Regions from separate parts of the Mus musculus genome. Here region 2 is linked to region 1. A link is a contact called in public Hi-C data. All regions are on one chromosome and are shown on one strand. Each heading gives the region's core, a stretch centred on a gene start, on an enhancer-like site or on the middle of the called end of the contact. The rest is flanking DNA. Distances are from core to core; before and after follow the strand shown.

Region 1 (2,700 bases), core at 100-2,599:
GAAGAGTGATCTAAGGCTGAAAGCATGGGGATGAATACAGGGAAAACAGCAGTTTGCTTTAAGGAAGTTTTCTTTTTAGAGTCTGGAGATAAATTATGATTTAATTTGTTTCTGCCATTGGCCTTTGAACGTTAGTAATAGCAAATTTTATCAATTGTACATACACACACTGATGGAAACGTGTTAGGTTTCTGGAACTGTTGTCCGTGCTTTCCTCTCAGGTGATATAAAGTCCTTGTAAAGTACATTTGCTCAGTTTTTGTCTGATGAACAGACAAAAAGATGTCCTTTCTGGGAAGGACCAAGTCCTTCCAGTGGGATTATTAATTTACCTTCTCCCATGAGTCTCGGGAGAACTGAGCAGCAGTGTTTTGATAGGAACAGCCTTTGTGCTTTCTCTGTAAATGAATGTATGTTCAAAAACCAGAATGCCCAAGTCTTGACGCACATAAATCAAATGATTCTCTTTGTCAGTCAACCCTTCTCATCTCATAAACTTTAGTCTCTAAATCTTCTGACTAATTGGCTCCTTATTTGTACATACCTCTATTCTCCAGTAGCAAAAATTCTGTCCTCCAAATAGTATTTGCCCAAAAATATTCCTGATTTGGGTTTTACTTTGCAGTTGGGTTTTCATTTATGGTACGGTGCCCTGTAGGTTTTAAGACAGACTAGACACCATAAACAGGGTGGCACTCGGTGTTTGATACACCATGGACCACACCTGCTCAGCTTCTGTGTGGCATAAATGGGAGCACGTCCACTCTGGGCTCATCACTTCTCAGTCACATGGTGAGATGTTTGTGTAGGGAAGAAAGGTTTGGGAATATTGACATGTGACCTCTTTCTTACTGATTGCTAAGTAATGGTGGCAAAGATAATAGAATAACAAGTTTGGCAGTTATATTTTCATCAAGAAAATAAATACATTTTCCTATATTCGTATTGCTAGTGTAGACTTCACAGTTATGTGATGTAGAATAACTTTGGAAACAAGTCAACTGAACATCCAAACATTTGAAGCAATTTTCTTGTCTAGAATGGACTCTAAAGCAGCCTGAGGGCTGGCATTAGACTGTGCAGCTCTGACAGACTCATTTAGGCATTGAGGCAGTTTCCAGAAAGTCCTGAGCTCAGGATTATCTCGTCAGTATTCAGTTAGGTAGGTAGTTGCTTAGTTGTGAGTGTGGGAAAGGTGTTAATTATGAGAGCATGAATGACTAAAGGGAGACTGTGTCACCAAAAGTGACCTCTCCTCTTTAGAATGCTTCCTTGGGTCTCAGTGGGGCTTTTTCATACAGCAATCACTGCTTAGAAGTTATATAACATAGTATCAGCTCACTCCTTTGCTTAGTCATTCCTCCTGAGGAAACACTTGGATTCTTTCCAACTTGCTAGCAGCTCCTAAGGGTTCTGCGTGAGTTCTTTTTTTGTTTTCTTTTCTTCTTTTTTTTTTTTTTCTCTTTTCCTTGCTTTTGCGGTGGAGGCCATAGCCACAGGTTACAGTGTACAATTAAATAGAAGTATATGTATGCTATTATTATAGCTAATATATAAATGTTGGATGATATAAAACAATCGGGCACATTTGTATCTTACTGTTTTGTGGGTTCACTGTACATCTCTGCATACTTACATCAATTTTAGCCCACGTGGGGCAATTCTTTTGAAGTAGGTTGACAGCTTTCCAGTTAAATGTCAGAAAGAAGCCTAACTGTTAGATTTGAAATAAACTGATTTCTCTTGGTTCAGTGTTAGCCTCACCTTTTGAGTGGCAGGACTTGAGCAAACTCAGAGGTCCCCTGCATTCTACAATGCTCCCTTTAATGACTTGGAGGCTGTTGTTTGAGTTTCCCAGGATTGTGTGGGTTATTGTTATATCTTTGCTTTTATGGTATAGTTGTGGTCTTATCACAGTTTGTTCCATGCTGAGTCACAGACAGGAGAGCAGCAGTCCATGTTTTTATTATTCCTGTGAGGAAAGGCAGACTTTCATGATGCATTTTCCAGGAATTCATTGTGGAGAAAAACTGAGACAGCCGGTGTATAAAACCAGACACATACGCAGTCTTAAGGAAGATGTTATCAGAGAAAATTGTTTCCTTTCCAGACACTCGGGGTTGTTTGGGTATCTTTATCTGTGATTGGACATGACCTCATGAATTATGTTGTCCATTTACGATAGCTACTAATACTGGTGGTGCTCAGAACCTTCTTGGCATGCCTCAGCTCTCTCCCCTCCTTTCCTGCTCATCCTTTTCCTGACCCCCTCACCCTCTGGCCTTCCAGCTTCCATGCAGCCTGGCTGCTTACTTAGTAGGGTACTTACTTAGTGGTCCAGCTGTCCTCCAATGGCCCCTGTGCCATCAGCATTTGCTCTATGGCTGAAACTGGCTGAAGAAGTTGAACACTTTGATGCCCCTAGAGCTGTCTTTCTGGTTCCCAAGTCTTTCCTTTTGATGGTATTCCTCCATGTTCACATTAGCCACGCTGAAGCTTTTCTATGCAGTTTATGGATAATTCTGCAAGAACCAAAGCAACACCTCAGCCATAGGCTGGGACTTGCCACAAAGGGCCACTTCATCCACCCGCTGCCCACAGGTGCCACTTAGACATTAGCCTCTCATCATCCTTCACACCCCAAGTGTGGCCTGGGGCACACTCAAGAAGCTCTTGATGGGCACAGGGGAGAGGTGTGAT
Region 2 (2,700 bases), core at 122-2,621, 71 kb before region 1:
ATCACAGTGTTCCCTGGATCACAGTGTTCCCTCGATCACAGTGTTCCCTCGATCACAGTGTTCCCTCGATCACAGTGTTCCCTCGATCACAGTGTTCCCTCGATCACAGTGTTCCCTGGATCACAGTGTTCCCTCGATCACAGTGTTCCCTCGATCACAGTGTTCCCTGGATCACAGTGTTCCCTCGATCACAGTGTTCCCTCGATCACAGTGTTCCCATGCACATTTTAAGAGATTGAATTACTTTCTACGCTGTGAGTATTTGTGTCCTTCTGGAATCCATATTGGGAAACCTAATCCCCAAGATAGTATGAAAAGAGGAGCCTTTGAGAAGTGCTGAGGTCATGAACTCCTGCCGTGCACTGTATCAGTGCCCTTATAACAAAGCTTGAGGGAGCTTTAGCTCCTGTCCTTTTTCTACTACAGGAGGGACATGCACAGTTGTTTCATCTGAGAAAAGGGCCAGCACCACGAGCACCAAGTCTGTGGCCACTTTGATCTTTGATTTCTCAGCCTTCAAGAAAGTGCAAAATAAGCAGACTAAGTATTTTGTTCTTGCAGCCTGAACATGTGAAGACAGGACCATCTGAACTACGTGAGCTTTACCTGATGCAAACCTCTTCTCAAGCTAAGCTAAGGAAAAGGAATTTTAAAAAGCCAAACGAGCTGCATAGTTAATATGACTTTAACTTTGCCTGCCCTTTTGCTGTTGCTGCCGCCAGTCAGTCAGCTTTCTTCCTGCCTGAGTGGTGTGCTGCAAGCTTCTTGTGCATCCCATGAAAAAGGCCAGGCTGACAAACTTTGTGTGTTCTATATGGTGGTGCTGTGAAGTTGTGTGCATGCCACTGTTGTTTTTCAGGCATATGAATGCAATTTGTTTGCTTTGCCTGGAGACCATTTTTCAGTTTCTTTGCTTCTCATATTTATAGCTCTGTATGCAGCTTGCACTGGGGATCTACCTAAAGTGTTGCTTTGGAAAGGAGCAATAGCAAAGTGATCTATGTACCTTCATTGTATTTATCCATGCAAGATGCTGAGGCCAGCACCAGTGCTTAGCACTCACCTCCATGTCTACCCTCTGGAATTGTCTAGTAGCAGTATGGTGCTTACTTTAACCTGGATTTTATTTGAGAAGTAATTGAACTAAAATATCAGTAGTCATGAGTTGCTCCAGGAGAGAGGAAAGCTGTTTGTCTCTTCAGTAGCCATGAATTCACATCAGCCCTTACAGTGAGCTGTGATTGGGACCCAGTGAGCCCTCTCTCTGCTTTCTGTGAGTGCTCATTTGTTATCAGCACTTAGAATCCTGCAGCCTTGGCAGCAGTAGCGTCCTCTGGCTCCCCAGCCTTGTTTGAACATTCTATAATGTGGGGGATTTCCAACCTCATGAAAATGACTTCACCATGAGAGAACTCAGAGAACTGATGTTCCAGTGGCCCAAGAATGTGACCTGGATTCCACCAACAACAGAAAGTTCAGTATTAAACAGTGATAAGAAGATGGGGTTCCACTCAGAATCCACTGTTTTTTCTTAGCCACACTGGGTGTCAGTGCCATTCAGCTCTCAGTGCTTTACAGAGCTGAATGTTTTGTGTAGCAGAGTCATTGGCAGTTTTCTCATTAGCCCCGTGTAGTACTGTATCAGTCGTCATTCCTGCAAGGTTCCTTTTAGTTATTAGTGGCTAGCTCACAACAGTCATCTTAAAAGGTAACAGTGAAGCATCTTACTTAGGTGTCCAGACTAGATTTGTCCAGGCTGTTGCAGTGGTGAGACAGGCCAAGCCTGGGCACATCTGGTTTGATGCTCTTCCTAGGACTAGACTTGGAGATGGAAGCATAAGAATAAAGAGTGGAAAGTGGGTCGGATACCGGTTTGAAGAGGAGCAGGGGCACAGTGGATTGAAGCAACCGGAGTCCCCAGTGGGCAGATCAGGTTCATCCTTGACTGACAAGTGTCTCAGCACTAGAAGATCTTAAATTCCTCTTCCATTCCTTGATTCAGACTCTCATCATATTTACAAGATTATAAATCTCCAAATAGTTTCAAAGATTCACATTCTTTTCCGTGGAATGTGGAAATAACAAAACCACTATTATTTGTGTTTGTTACCCATACTTCCTACACTATTCTTATTTTTAATTGTTAAGGGACTGTATGGTCAAGATAGTTCTTCCCATGAAAAGAGTGCCTTAGAATATGGATGCTTAGAAGTCTGTTGCATGCTTGCATCTGAGTAGACTGGCACATGCTGAGAGTTTGTTAAACCCTACCTGTACTGATTGACTCAGTAATTAGGAAATATGGCCACCAGGAGGTAGGGGTACTTTCAGAGCATGCCCAAAGTGCCAAGGGCCTGTCTTGAGATTGGATGAGTGTTCGCCTCAGTGTCCCTGTGCAGTTGGTCACATGGAAGTGCATTTCTTGTCAGTGTGTGAGAAGAGATGACAGGCTGCCATGCAGAGAGGGTGATGATGCTACTCAGGCTGCCGAATTTCCTGTGGACTGCTTCAGTCTGAGGCTTTAATTCTTTTGACTACTTTTAGTTAATTTCTTGAGTCAGGTGCCTAGCTTATGTTCAAGGCATGTGTGGTAAGGTGACTTGAGCACTGGGTATCAGGTTATTTATCAGGTGAGTGGTGTTAGATTAAGGAACACTTTCAGAGAAATTAACATTCTAGAAAATAACAGGAATTCAAAAT

Evidence for each region. Hi-C and Micro-C count contacts between places; a contact is called where the count stands out from the background.
Region 2: a contact with region 1 is called in a Hi-C map of uterus, with 5 times the contacts expected there. The contact joins two enhancer-like sites. A contact is called at or near these places in 6 of 484 Hi-C or Micro-C datasets (the C2C12 cell line, adipose-derived mesenchymal stem cells, brown adipocytes and 3 more) and 1 of 9 other capture datasets (adipose tissue).

The regions. Positions count from the first base shown.
Region 1 is chr13:29,502,275-29,504,974 of GRCm38.p6, reverse strand. All of the region lies in intron 11 of Cdkal1 (CDK5 regulatory subunit associated protein 1-like 1), which reads left to right. Among named protein-coding and RNA genes, the nearest start is that of Cdkal1, 350 kb to the left of the region's middle. Within about 2 kb of position 1,349, at least 102 of the 459 cell types and tissues checked have an H3K27ac peak or open chromatin away from gene starts, as enhancers often do. A contact at or near this core is called in embryonic fibroblasts and uterus, where this site is marked.
Region 2 is chr13:29,573,637-29,576,336 of GRCm38.p6, reverse strand. The region is part of intron 9 of Cdkal1 (CDK5 regulatory subunit associated protein 1-like 1); the gene reads left to right. Among named protein-coding and RNA genes, the nearest start is that of Cdkal1, 280 kb to the left of the region's middle. Within about 2 kb of position 1,371, at least 21 of the 459 cell types and tissues checked have an H3K27ac peak or open chromatin away from gene starts, as enhancers often do. A contact at or near this core is called in embryonic fibroblasts and uterus, where this site is marked.